Regions from separate parts of the Zea mays genome. Here region 2 is linked to region 1. Evidence: chromatin contacts called from public Hi-C data. All regions are on one chromosome and are shown on one strand. The core of a region is the stretch at or near the end of the contact, and the rest is flanking DNA. Distances in the headings are between cores, read along the strand shown. Region 1 holds the start of LOC100191140 (camouflage 1). Region 2 has its middle 90 kb from the start of LOC100275043.

Region 1 (6,904 bases), core at 1,379-3,878:
TTGTTAAATAAAAATGCAAATAGTGGCATGACAAAGAGACATATCTGTGTGGCCTCAACAGCAATATATATACCTAGAATGGTTATTATTCAGGACCATAAAATGGTCAGACCCTGTCACCAGGGGGCAGGTCCACAGTATTAGTAATTCTGTCCCCTGACAGCAATGACCTGTGTAAACTCAATGAAAAATTACTGTGGGCAAAAGGGGCAATGACACAGCATGTCCATCATAGCTACGCTAGCGACATCAATGGTTCCTAATTCTAGATCCGCCCTTGCTTATCAGTTAATCAAAGTGGCATGCAAAGTCCGATAAAGAAAAGACAGCAAAGCTAGTGTCAGATTTGTACATGGAATCATGCAAGCATCATGTTTTCTCCATTTACCAGCATACTGCAACACTGGACGCCTTACCATTTTGTCATCGTTGCTTCGGCAAGCGATTCCAATAGCACCTTGGGCAACTGCCGGAAGCATTTCTTCCACTGATAGTACAGCTGTTGCATTTTCTGCCATTTTTAGCCGCCTTAATCCAGCCAGCGCCAACAATGTAGCAGACACATCTCCTTCCTTGAGTTTCCTTAACCGTGTCTGAACATTTCCTCTGAAGTTAACTACCTGCAAAACATTGAATACTGTTACTTAAGCGAGACTAATCAAGGTCAATGCCTAATCATAACACACTTCTAAATATTTTTTTAAAAATACAGATACAGGCTTCTAAATATTTAAGTACAGGACTAAGGCAAGAATATACAACTGTCAACCGGACAAAATACTCTTTATAACAAAAGAAAAAGAAAATTGCAATAATGCCTCTAGGATGGACATTTTTTCACATGTATGACATTGAAAACAACAGCTTCAGAATCATACAAATGAAAAATGTACATATTGGTAAGAGTTTTTTTAACAGTTTATAATAGAGTTAAAAACTGCAGCTGATAGAAAGAAGATCTATGTTCTAGACTTCAGAGAGTATGCAATGGGGGGGGGGGGGGGACACCGGACTCACAATACTGGGAAGTACCTATGAACACATCAGTAAATCTGGTAGCACTAAAATCACAAGTATAGGGGGTGAGGAGGGAAAGTGTGATGAGCAAAACCATCATACTTACTTTCAGTGATGGATATCTGTAGAGAATCTGAGATTGTCTCCGCAAGGAAGCACTTCCAACAACACTGCCAGCAGGAAGCTCCGCGAGCGAATTTGCAGTCAAGCATATGAATGCATCTCTTACATCTTCTCGTGGGAGGTTACAGGGCAATATTGTGCCTTCAGGTAGATATGTTGGAACATCTTTCATAGAGTGCACAGCTATATCAATCCTTCCCTGCAAGAGTGCATCATCTATCTCCTTGGTGAATAAACCCTTGCCTCCAATATCTGCAAGGGGTTTGTCCAAGATCATGTCTCCTGTGGTCTTTATGATGACGATCTCAATAGCCCCCTCCTCAGCTAACTCAGAGTGTGCGGCTTTCAGTTTTTCCCGAGTTTCATGGGCTTGTGCAAGAGCCAGAGGACTGTCCTAAATAACCAATGACAAGAATTACAAAATTTGCACATTCCAAATGAAAAAAAGAAACAAACAACACTTTAAAATGAAAACTTGGAAAGTGGAATGAACAATTTGTTTTGGCAGCAACTGTGAATTTTCTTTAGTAACTTTTTCTTGCTGCTTTTTAAAACGAATTCTTGAGTAACTTTTTTCTCAACATAAGGAAAATGTCTAAAAGGCGTAGAATTTCCACAAGATCCAAGAAAAGTAGTAAATTGGTTAAAACCGAGTCAAGGCAAAGACTGATAAAGACAACACCCTTGTAAACGCTAACATGAAACCACTAACTAGCATGAGAATAGCACAAGAACAATCCAGCCTCTGGTGTTGGCCCAAAAATAGCAGAGGTGAGATCTAAAACGTAGAATTTTGCCGCCATTCTTTAGCTCTATCAAGGTCAACGCCCAGTTACTACTGATTCGGAATTGCATCCTACAAAGCAAAGAAGCGCATCCTTCCTGCTAACGATTCTCGATGCTCCTTTGAACTTTACCAGACAATCCACAATGTTCAACACCTAATAAAGACGCAGTAGGTTCAGAGCCACATCTCAAAACTCACATTCCCGGACGAAGAGCTAAACGCAGGATCTATCAGGCACTCACAAGTCACAACGCATTGCCGTCCCCAAATTCAACAATTAACAGAACCTAAAGACACGATTTTGACCAGCATAACCACGAATTCATCGTCATCCCAAACAAAGAAACCGCAGAAAGGGTCGAATTCGATCACCTCCCACGCGTCCCAATCCGGATGAGTGAGACCTTGGCCTGAGCGCCGGCCTCCACGGCGACGGCAGCGCGCACGACGGGGCACGGCCGCCGCCGCGGGCGCGCGAGGCAGGTCGGCGAGCCGAGGAGGGAGTGGTGCGCGGTGGTGCATCGCAGCGAGACCATCTCCGGGCGTTTGGAGAAGATGGTTAGAGGACTGGGCGGGCGAGGAAGGGAGGAAGGAGAGGCCGAGATGCACAAGGGAATGCTCTCTGACGAGGTCTGGATTCTGATCTGGGTGAGCTGGTCACGCTCTCGGCTTGGATGAGAAGATAATGTGTCAGGATTGGCCAACCACAGCGAAGCATACTCAGCATGCATAAAACTCAACTTAAACCTAGGGATTTTCTAGATATATTTCCATTTATTTTATTTGTATTTTTCATAAAAAGTTTTCTCATGCTTAGAGCATCTCCAAAAACCTTCTCATATCTAGGGATGAAAACGAATGGAAAAACCCCTCTTCCATTTCCGTATCCGCATTTTTTCATCGGAAACGGGATCGGGTCCGGAATAGTTGGGAACGGAAACGAGAGCGGGATAAACGGAATTGCGAAAATGAACGGAAATGGAAATACTAACGGAAACTCATAATTTAATACAAATAGAAATGATATTAATGTTTGATAGTGATTGATTGGCAGGACAATAACATAAAACAAATAGATATAGAGAGACATCATTCTATTGTTGTTTGGTTGCTAATAGTGTACATTTAGCTACATCTGATGTTGTTTAAGACTTTAGACCACTTGTCATTGAAAAGAGCCGATAGTTACAATGACCACTTGTGCTATAATTTGTCAACTAAAGACATGATACTTTAGTTTATATACTAATGCATATTAGGCTCATCCCATATTTATCAAATACGGAATAAATACGGGTTCATTCCGGACAAAAACGGGATCAAAAAAAATGAACAGAATAAACCATCTCCCGTTTCCATATTTTTTTCGTAAATATGGAAACGGTCGGGTCAAATGTAGAAAATAGTATGAGTCAGAACGAGATTTTACCCATCTGTTTTCAACCCTACTCATGTCTAGGGTAATGATTTTCCTTGTTCGAAAATTTGTATCGCAGCTTACCTTGTGGCTATAGATATATGAGTTTTTAGATTCTCTACTCAAGGGATTCAAACACCTAAGGATCCCACTAATCTAATCATTGATGAAATTTATTTTGAGAAATGGAATTCTAAGGCCAAGAACACTCTATTTAGAGACCTTTGCAAGGATGTTTTCACTAGAGTATGTAACCATAGTGACGTTCATGATCATTAATTCGATATATGTCCACTTTGTGAAGGGACCAAGAGTGAGCGTGAAGAGTATTATCATTTAATCATGAAGAAATTGAATTATTTAAAAATGCTTCCTCGCGAAACTGCAAATGATATGTACTCATAGTTGAATGTTCTTATAGAGGAAGTTAATGGATTGGGGCTCACGCAACCCACACAATGATTATATGTTGTGAGAAAAATCTTGAGTGTTCTCCCAATCAAGAAGTATGGCCATATAGTCATGGTGTTTCACCAAATCGATCTATCCACCACCACCAATAGTCAAATCTTAGGGAAGATTAATGGTCATGAGATGTACATGCACATTCATGGTCAAGACGACTCTTCCTGAAACAATAAGAAGGATTTGTCTCTTAAGATAATCTAGGCACTCAACCACATTTTTTTCTTGGTCCCACTTTCTAGTGTAGATATTTGACATTGCCCCGGCCGGGCACGGTGGCCATGATTTAATGCCCTAAAACTCCTCCCGAAAGGTGCCATGCGCAGCGGAGAGTGGGACGAAGAAGATGGGGGTGATTTTACCTCAAATCGGGGCGGTGGCACCTTGCTCCGACGCAACCCGCGGCGCCCACGGTTTTCTCCAACTACGGCGAGCAATTCCCGGGTCTATGGCGGCTTTCCACCCGATTAATCCCTCACACAACCTTGCTAGGGCCCTGTCGGTGTTTTGGGTCCGACCGCGCACCCGGGGTTGCCCCTCAAGGTGCTTTTTGGAGTAGGACGGTATTACTGACTGTAGCTCGATGGTTCGTGCCAGATGCACGAGAAACAGTGGATAGTTGTGCACAGATTCAGGCCGCTTTGAGATGCGTAACACCCTACGTCCTGGCGTGAGTACTTTATGTGGTGGGTTACAAGGGGGCTCTCTAGTGTTGGGGACGTAGAGAACCGGGTGGATGGCTAAGTAATGAGATAGATCGTCTTGAAGGGGTGCCCCCCTAGGCCTTATATACTCGACCGTGGGGCATTACATGTGGATATGATAACAACGGGTGCCTAAGTAATAGTGAACTGACTGAGTCTATCTTCCTATAATTCAGTCGAACCATCCTCGCTCGGTTCCGATGTATGGGGCCCCTGCGCGGGAAGGTCGGGTCACTGTTGCGATCACTGCTCAAATTCATCGGGCCGTCTGGGCCTGCGTTGATCCGGCCTTGTGTCGATCCGCTTTATTGGATGTTCCTCCCAAGCCCACGAAGGGGTGACCTCGCGGATTATTGGGCCCACGGGCCCCTCGCGAGGTATCTTGTCCTTCTGGTGGACCCGGGGGATATTCGTCCCCCACAAGCCCCCGATCTTTGGGTTGATTTTGAAATAACCGGCCCAAAGATCCTAGGTCCAGCTTGCAGTCTCTGGTTTTAACAAGAAATGCCTTGGAAATAAGCCTGTCGGGTCACTACTTCTGAACTCTTAGTGATCCGGTAAAAACGATCTTTTACTGTCTTCTTCCGCTATTATTCCTCGAAATTTGGTGTTCTGTATCAGGTTCCTGCTTCAGAGGTCAGCATTTTGCACTGTAGAATTTTGAAATTCATTGGGTGCTCCGAAGGTGCACCCAATGGGTGTAGCCCCCGAGCTTCGAGTGGATTTTTGCAGATAATCCACTCGAAGGTCTTCATTTCAAGTCTTCTCAGAAATCACTTTTATCTTCCACTTGTGCTTTTTCAGAGGTTAGCCTTGCCTTAGTTTTGCCGTATGCTTTAGAGGTCAGCAACTCAGCATTTTGTCTTTCGGGGATGATTATTCATTGGGTGCACCCCCGAGCTTTGAGTGGATTTTTGAAAATAATCCACTCGAAGGTCTTCGTTTCCTGCTGTTTTTTAGAAATCATCCTTTTCTTTTGTCGAATGCCTTAGAGATCAGCATTATATCATTAACGTTATGCTTTAGAGGTCAGCATACATTTTTGTTTTTGAGGCCGAGTACGCGATCTGTCCATATCTTGCTAGGTCTTGCAATTTATTTGATCTGCGACTGATTGGATGTTCGACAGATGGCCTTTGGCTAGTCTTCATATCACTTCGTGCTTCAATGCTTCTGTCGATTAGACTTGTACCTCATCAGCTATATTTGGCTTTCCTTTGATACCTATTGATATCTTCCTTCTGTCTTGAGGTATTCATTGCGCATACTGTATGGATGTGACTGCTTGGGAAAATCTATTGAAAATTCCTGGACGTCCCCTCCCAATGGGTGTAGGCAAGGGACGGCTTGGTGCGCTGAGCGTTTAGCAAACTGCTTCTGAGTAATAACTTGATGTGACCGCGGGTGTAATCATATCGCCCGAGCAGTTGACTGGAGTCCCAATGGGTGTCGTGTTACGTGGAACGGCGTCAGCCGCCTGGCGTGTCTCTAGACGATTTGAATTGCATATTGAATTTTTGTGATTGTTCGGTGGCCGTGGTAGGAGGTGAGCGGTTGCCTTCTTCTTCTATAAATAGCGTTCTTGCTTCTCCGGCATTTTCACATCTCTTACTGCTGCTCGCTGTTTACTTGCTTCTCTTTCCTTCTACTCCACCAATGGTAAGATCAAGAAGGGTGGTAGTTCTTCGCATCACTCCGGCGACAAGCGGAAGCGTGAGCCGACTCCTCCTTCGGAGGATTTCGGTGACTCGGAGTACTCGAAGAAGGAGTTCTCCTCCGAGTCAGAGGGCTCACCGGTCCATGCCTCTCCCCCAGCGTCGTCTGATGACTCAGACGACTCCCAGGGGATCACCGCAGAGGTGTGGACCTACATCCGGGTCGTCGAGCGCGCCGGGCTCGAGGGCTCGGATGAGTCGGAGTACTCCTCGAACGAGGAGAACTCCTCGGACTCGTCCGAGTAGGGCGGCAGCGACGATGGTGGTGACGGCGACGACGACGACGACGAAGGCGATGGTGACGGTGGCGGTGATGGCGGCGAAGGCGACGGCAAGGGCGGTGACGGTGGCGGCAAAGGTGGCAGTGGCGACGGCGGCGATGGCAGCAAGGGCAGCAGCAGGGGCAGCAACAAGGGCAGCAGCAAGGGCAGCAACAAGGCCAGTGGCTAGGCGCCACTAGTTTTAAGTGTTAGTATAGATTAGTAGTAGAAGTAGTATTAGTAAAATAACGTAGTAGTAGTTAGTAGTATAGTGTAGTGAAATATGATGTAGTAATGGGGAGGACATCAACTCATAATGAGTTGATTTGTAAGTTCGGTAGTGCTTCCCTTTTATAATGGAGAATGATTTCGCCCAATTCTGTGTGCACCATTTTGCCTTCCTGTCAATCGTCGAT
Region 2 (6,904 bases), core at 1,357-3,856, 96 kb before region 1:
GGAAAATCACAGTTACCGGAGTTCGTATGACTGAAATATTGGTTTGGCAGGTCTTAGGTGAGCTGGACAGCATGATGGATGAGCAGTTGAATATTTGGGATGAATGACGAATAGTAATGATGAATAGTAAGATGAACGATCCAATGAATGCTGAATAGTTACTATAAACAATCCGATGAACGATGAATAGTCCGTATGAACGAACGATGAACGATGAATAGTTCGTATGAACGAACGATGAACGATGAATATTGACTATAAACGATCCGGTGAACGGTGAATAGTGACTATGAACGAACGATGAACAGTTCGTATGAACGAACAATGAACGATGAATAGTTGTATGAACGAACGATGAATGATGAATAATGACTATGAACGAACGATGAACGATGAATAGGGATTATGAACGAAAGGACGAACGATCGAATGATCGGACAAACGAACGATCGGAATTTCGGCAGCATAACGGCTAAACAAAGATTATTTGGATGAACGAACAGACGAACGATCGAATGAATGAACGAACGAACCATGAACGATCGGACGATCGGACGAACAAACTATGAACAGATGGACGAACGATCGAATGAACGACCGAACGATCCTTGTGTTTGTGTTGTGCTTGTATGGAAGTGGGAGTGGGGGGGAGAAGTGAGTTGCCATGAAATGGCTTGGGTAGCTTAAGGGGAGGCCCTTGCCCCTCTATTTATAGGCAAGGTGGCGTGGATTAGGGGGAGGAGGCGAGGATTATTGGGAGGATGCGAGAATTAGTGGGAGATAAGCATGTATTAGTCATGTATAAGTGAAATTAGCTTGTAGAGATCACTGTATGACACCAGAGGCGTACGTATACGTATGAGCATGAGGAAAATTATGAAGAAAATATTTGTAGAGACTTTGAAAATGATTCTAAAGGTATTTCTCAGGAGGAAAATATTTGGAGACTTATCGGTGGAATATTTGGGCAGTATTTCTGGAAAGAATTTGAGGAGGATCACTGGGGAAATATTTATAGGATATTTTGAGAAGGATTTTGGAGAGAATATAGACCACTATATTTTATTTGTTGAGATCAACTCGCAAATAAATATTTTAAAACAAAATTTCAAATTCATTTTGAATTTAGAGCGAGTTTGAGAAAATTTCAAGGTTTGAATTTTTGGGTTGCTACACGTCTCCACCTTCCTCCTCAACCACTTCCTCCACACGCCGTGCACGCTCCAGCCTCGCTCTTGGCCTCGCCTGCGGGCGGGCTCCGTTAAGGAATAGCGAGAGTTTGAGGACAACGCAGGATACTATAGTTGTTGCATCTAAAACCATTTTTCATGCTGGATACTTTTGTTGTTGGATCTAAAACAAATTTTCATGCGTCAAGGAGTAGCGTGACTTCGAGGACGACACAAGTATATGAATTATCTATTTAAAAGCATACTTAATATAAAAAATATTACTTTTCATGCTGGATACTTTTGTTGTTGCATCTAAAACAAAATTTAATTGGAAACTTGAGGTTAGTTTTGAATCAAAATATTTAGAACTAAAATAAAAAACAAATTAGAAAAGAAATAAAAATAGAACAAAAGAGAAAGCCTTACCTCAGCTAGGTCATCTCGGCCCAATAGGCCTTCTCCCCGTGCCGGCCCAACCTCATCCCTGGAGTCTAGCGCCGACGGGCGGGCGCTGCCTGTCAGTCGCTTATCGGCTTATGTGCACCCATGTGCCCTGCCCTCGCCGTTGTGTGGCACCATCCCCGCAGCATCTCTGGCCGGCCCGGTACGTATTTCGCCATCCGCCAAACCGTGCGCGCGTCCGCCCATGTGGGCCTGCTGATGCGCGGGCCCGCTGGGGCGTACTCTATCCCACACGCTACGTCGGTGACATGTGGGCCCCGGGATCCATAACCATCTACTTGTCAAAGACATCTCGGAAGATCAAGCTATTGCAACCGTCTGTCGTGTTCTCCATAGCCACCGTGTGCTACCCGGGTCTGTAGTTTAGTGTATGAATATGAACGATGTTGGGGGTCATAGGAGTAGCCGGGTTTGAGCCAAACCATACGCTGCCGCCATCGCCACCGAGGAAAAGCGAGAGGGGAGAGAAGAGAGCTGCTACCTTTGCTCATCGTGCATGACGACATTGGGGCATGGCCAGGTAGTCCGAGAGGTGGTTCGGAGTACGTTGGTGCTGGAGAAGGGTCGTTGGATTGCTCGTCGGCATGAGGCCTCCGCCGCGGAACCACCTGCGGCCGGGATGGTAGGACCTACGACATCTGCGCAGGTGAGATGGTTCAAAACCTTAGAATCATGTAGACCTCGGTAATGTTTGTCCTCGTGGCCCAGGGCGCCAGATCACCGGTTGGGTGATCGCCGATGGGGACTCCGCGATGTAGAGCGCGGCGGGGTCGCGTGGCATCACTGAGAGGAAGGAGGCGAGTTGGTGGCCGTCGGTCCTTTCATGGATGGACATGATTAGATCCCGAATAACCTTTTGTAGTTTTTAATCTCAACCATCAATCAGGTAGCGGAGGGATGAAAATAGATCAACGCGTGGCAGACTCTCGTCCGGGGATATGCGATCCAACGGTTGCCGGGTGCGTCGAGTCACTTAAACCTTTGGATCTAATCCTAGGCGTAAGGATCAGATCGGACGGGTAATATTCACAGATACCCCTTCGACCGTTATCTTTTACATAAGAGCCCTCGAGTTTAATTTAAACCAACCCGCCATCCATGCATAGTGTGAAGTAATTGCAGATCAGTCCCTAGACTTTCCAAATAGACCCCTGGGATCTATTTTAGTGTATGAAGCTAACAAAAAATGCATAGAATCTTGTAAATCCCATAACCCACTCACCTTAGCTCCAATTTAATCCGTTCAAGTTGCGTTAGTTTCGTATTAAAATTTCCTACGCATTAACAACATTTGCTTTACTGTTTTCAAGGATAATTAAATATTCGGTTAACCAATGTTTATTAAGATTTACTTTTCTAAATCACAGTTAATATGCTCCATCTATAATCTGATTAAAATATGATTTACGGTCAAGTTATAATTAGTATTAAAGTTAAATTAATTATTTATTTAACCTTCTCACATGATTTATATTGATCAACATAAAACATAGTTTTCATAAGCTTAATCACCTAAATCTTCCGAAAACCATATCTTTCAAACATAACTCTGATTTTAGTGATTCTTGAACATGCGATCTCGTAGCGACGTGCAGAATAATTTTACACATTTTGTTCATATTCTTTGGCGTAGTGTCACCATATCCATTATTTACTTGATTGTATGTATTGCTACGAGTACAAGCGAGGTGACGAGGAACTTGAAACCCAATTTTGGGTCAACATTTGGATAAAAGTTATCGCAAGTCATAGGCAAGTTGTTCCCTTGATCACTCTTCTTTACCTAATAATGTTCCTGTTAATCACTGTGACATGCTCAGGTAATTTGATGGGACCTAATAGGTTACCCTAGTTTTGTTTACCACACACCTTGCAAACAAATGAATTATTGGGTAGTTTGGCTATGCTCTACCTGGTTTTTGGGAAGTAATGCTATATGACATATGATCATGCTTTATTATATTTACTGAATTATTTATTGTTCATGATAAAATTATGGTGTTAATTGGAACATGGAGTTTAACTTGAGTTCACAGTGTTACCACAAGGGTGGAATGGGACACCCTTGGCCAAGTAATTAGTAAAGCTAGGGAGATATTACCTTACCTGAAAGGGGCAAGCTAGGAGCGCATTCTTGTAGAGTATACGGAGGTCCTAAGTCAAACTGTCTTTAAAGCTTTTCGGACGAGAGATTCCTATGCTTCCTTCTTCCTAACACCGTAGCGGGTTTTCTCGAACTAGTGAAACTTTGTAAAGGCCTCTCAGTAGATCCCTAGCCATTTACCTTCGAAGTGTCTAAGGGTCTAGCTAACCCTTGCTTCACAAGAAACACATCTTGTGGGTAAAGATGTGCAACCTCTATAGAGTGTAAAACTGGTATATCAGTCGTGCTCACGATCAAGAGCGACTTAGGACTCTCGCAAGATTAACTTATGGAATTAAACTTAATCTGTTATTTGCACTGCATTGTGGGATTTATTATCAATGGCAATCAATTACTTGTACTTAGTAACTGCTAATAAAATTTTGACCAACTTATTAAAAGCAACGCTCAGCCTTAACCATTCTCTTTGGTAAGCCTTACACTTCACATGAGCCCCCACCGTAAGTGAGCTCATGCACATTATTCCCCACAACTTGTTGAGCGATGAACGTATGTGAGCTCACCCTTGTTGTACTCACCCCCAGGTCAAGAACAGGTACTGCAAGATGAGTAGCACGAAGGATGTCACGATGAATTCATGAGAGGTCTAGGTCGTCGTCTCCCAGCGAACTATGGTTGCGGTGGATCGTTGTCGTCATATGATGTATTTTTAACTATTTTGTACAAAATCTCTACTATATAATAAAGATGTGACATTGCTTTCTGTACCATGAGTCATCATATGTGTAAGACTTGATCCTAGCACACATTTGATTCGCGCCTGGGTTTGCACTTAAATCTGGGTGTGACAGAAGTGGTATCAGAGGAATGTTGATTGTATCTACTTATACTTAGTAACTGCTAATAAAATTTTGACCAAATTATTAAAAGCAATGCTCAGCCTTAACTATTCTCTTTGGTAAGCCTTAAACTTCACATGAGTCCCCATCGTAACTAAGCTTATGCACATTATTCCCACAACTTGTTGAGCGATGAACGTACGTGAGCTCATCATTGTTGTACTCACCCCGAAGGTCAAGAATAGGTACCGCAAGATGAGGAGCACGAAGGATGTTGCGTTGATTTCTTTAGAGGTCTAGGCCATCATTTCCCAGTCAACTATTGTTGTGGTGGATCGTTGTCGTCATATGAAGTATTTATTTAACTATTTTGTATAGAACCTCTACTATATAATGAAGATTTGACATTGTTTTCTGTACCATGAGTCATCATATGTGTGAGACTTGATCCTAGCACACATTTGATTCGCGCCTGGGGTTGTCCTTAAATCCACGTATGACATATTATTTATTATTTATTTATTTATTTACAATCAGTTTGGTAATTAAGAAAGGTCGGGTTGCCTATTTGAGCTGTAGGTGCCATCCGCTAGAGATGGATCCTACATATCCAAATTATAGGATAAATTTAATAATTTAAAATAGTATGTATAGAATTTGATATTAAACACATTATGAACAAGAATAAAATTTTGTATAATTGTTTTGCATTACTTGTATAATTGTTACCGCCCCTCTCTCCTGTCCCTCCTCCGCCGCAGCCCTATGGCCCACACGGCCGACGCGCTGCCTCAGTCTCTCTCTTCCCCGCTGCCATGACAGAAAGATTGTAGGATCCACACTGGTAAGAGAGATTTTGATTGTATGGCCTCGTTTAGGCTGGTATGATATCATTCGAACTATCCCAGAGGCGCAATCTGGAAAGGTCCCGTAAATGGATCATGGATTTTGAACTCAAGCGATGGAGTTCCTCCACTCCAGATTGAGCCAGGGAGAGGTCATGATATGGCCCTGCCTCCTCAGCGGTCGGCACGCGTCGCCTCCTAACTCACCCCCTCGGCGTGTGTAGGTCTTCATGGTCATGGTGGCCACCCATGCCTCCTATCCTTTCTATCTGCTAGTGAGGCCACTCCTGGTTGGTCAGCTAGCAAATTTATTAACCGTGTGATCGCTACCTAGCCTACCCCACTGGTTATCCTCATTCGCTTGGCTTGGCGTGTAGATGCAAGGGATGAGCTACATCATGCTGTCATGCCTATGGTTTGGTTGCAACATCTCCAGATCATGTGAGGATGTATTGCGGGTCCCATGTATTTCTAAGGATACTCAACATGTGATCTAGTGCAGGGGTACTTTAGCAGTAGAATTTGTGTGTATCTCTCATCATGGGGTTTAATTATGGTCTGGTAGGTCTACTAGAGTGGAGTTTGAAATGACACTAACCAACATTGTTATAGTGTTTTTCATTATTTGTTATACGTTTTGTAGTTATAACAATCTCTCCATCCTATGTTGTGCTCGGTAGATGTTAATTTAGGAATTATAGAATTAAGGTAAATTATTCATTTATTGTCACAAGTAGCTTTGTGTAGTCACCGAATGAACTTGTTAATGATTTTGCATAATTTTTGGGACAGTAAATACTAAACTGGGTGTGGCGTGAGGAGGGAACCATCAACATTAGTTGGGGACCTACCTCCTATAGGGAGGTAACCATACTAGTGTGCCATTGTAATCTTTACTATATTAAAGCACTAGTTTCAACGGTTGTCCCACGTCATTCTTTTATAAAGAACCCCTTTTATTTTTTTTGAAATCAACCCACACCTCTCTGCCTCACCCGTAGGAATAGATGGAAGGATAGACCATAGAACACACACCCTCCCTTTCTCTCTCTACTATCTATGGCTCCAATCTCCTTCCCATACCTATTCGTCGCCCCTCTCTCCTGCCCCTCCCCCGCCGCTGCCCCACGGCCCACACGACCGACACACTAACTCCGTCTCTCTCTTCCCCGCTGCCATGATAGGTAGATTGCCGGATTCGCACTAGTAAGAGAGATTTGGATTGTCTGGCTACGTCTAGGCTGGCCTGATGTCATCCGAACTGTCCCAGCGGCACAATCTGGAAAGGTCCCATAAAGGGATCATGGATTTTGAACTCGGGCGGTGCAGTTTCTCCGCTCCAGATTGAGCCCGGAGAGAGGTCGTGTTGTGGCCCTGCCTCTTCAGCGGTCGGCACACGTCGCCTCCTGCCTCACCCCCTCGGCGTGTGTAGGTCTTCATGGTCATGGCGGCCACACACGCCTTCTATCTTTTCTATCTACT

The links. A called contact is a pair of places that touch in the nucleus more often than the background predicts.
Region 2: a Hi-C map of endosperm shows a contact between it and region 1, with 4 times the contacts expected there. The contact joins the enhancer-like site here to the promoter of LOC100191140 in region 1. A contact is called at or near these places in 4 of 25 Hi-C or Micro-C datasets (ear, endosperm, leaf and 1 more).

Annotation. Positions count from the first base shown.
Region 1 is chr5:86,240,656-86,247,559 of Zm-B73-REFERENCE-NAM-5.0, reverse strand. LOC100191140 (camouflage 1) reads right to left here and starts at 2,628. Exons shown (of 5, transcript NM_001136576.2): 1 at 2,300-2,628; 2 at 1,124-1,529; 3 at 417-620. The coding sequence starts at 2,463.
Region 2 is chr5:86,336,988-86,343,891 of Zm-B73-REFERENCE-NAM-5.0, reverse strand. No RefSeq gene overlaps it. Among protein-coding and RNA genes, the nearest start is that of LOC100275043, 90 kb to the right of the region's middle. Within about 2 kb of position 2,606, at least 18 of the 20 cell types and tissues checked have an H3K27ac peak or open chromatin away from gene starts, as enhancers often do. A contact at or near this core is called in ear, endosperm, leaf and 1 more, where this site is marked.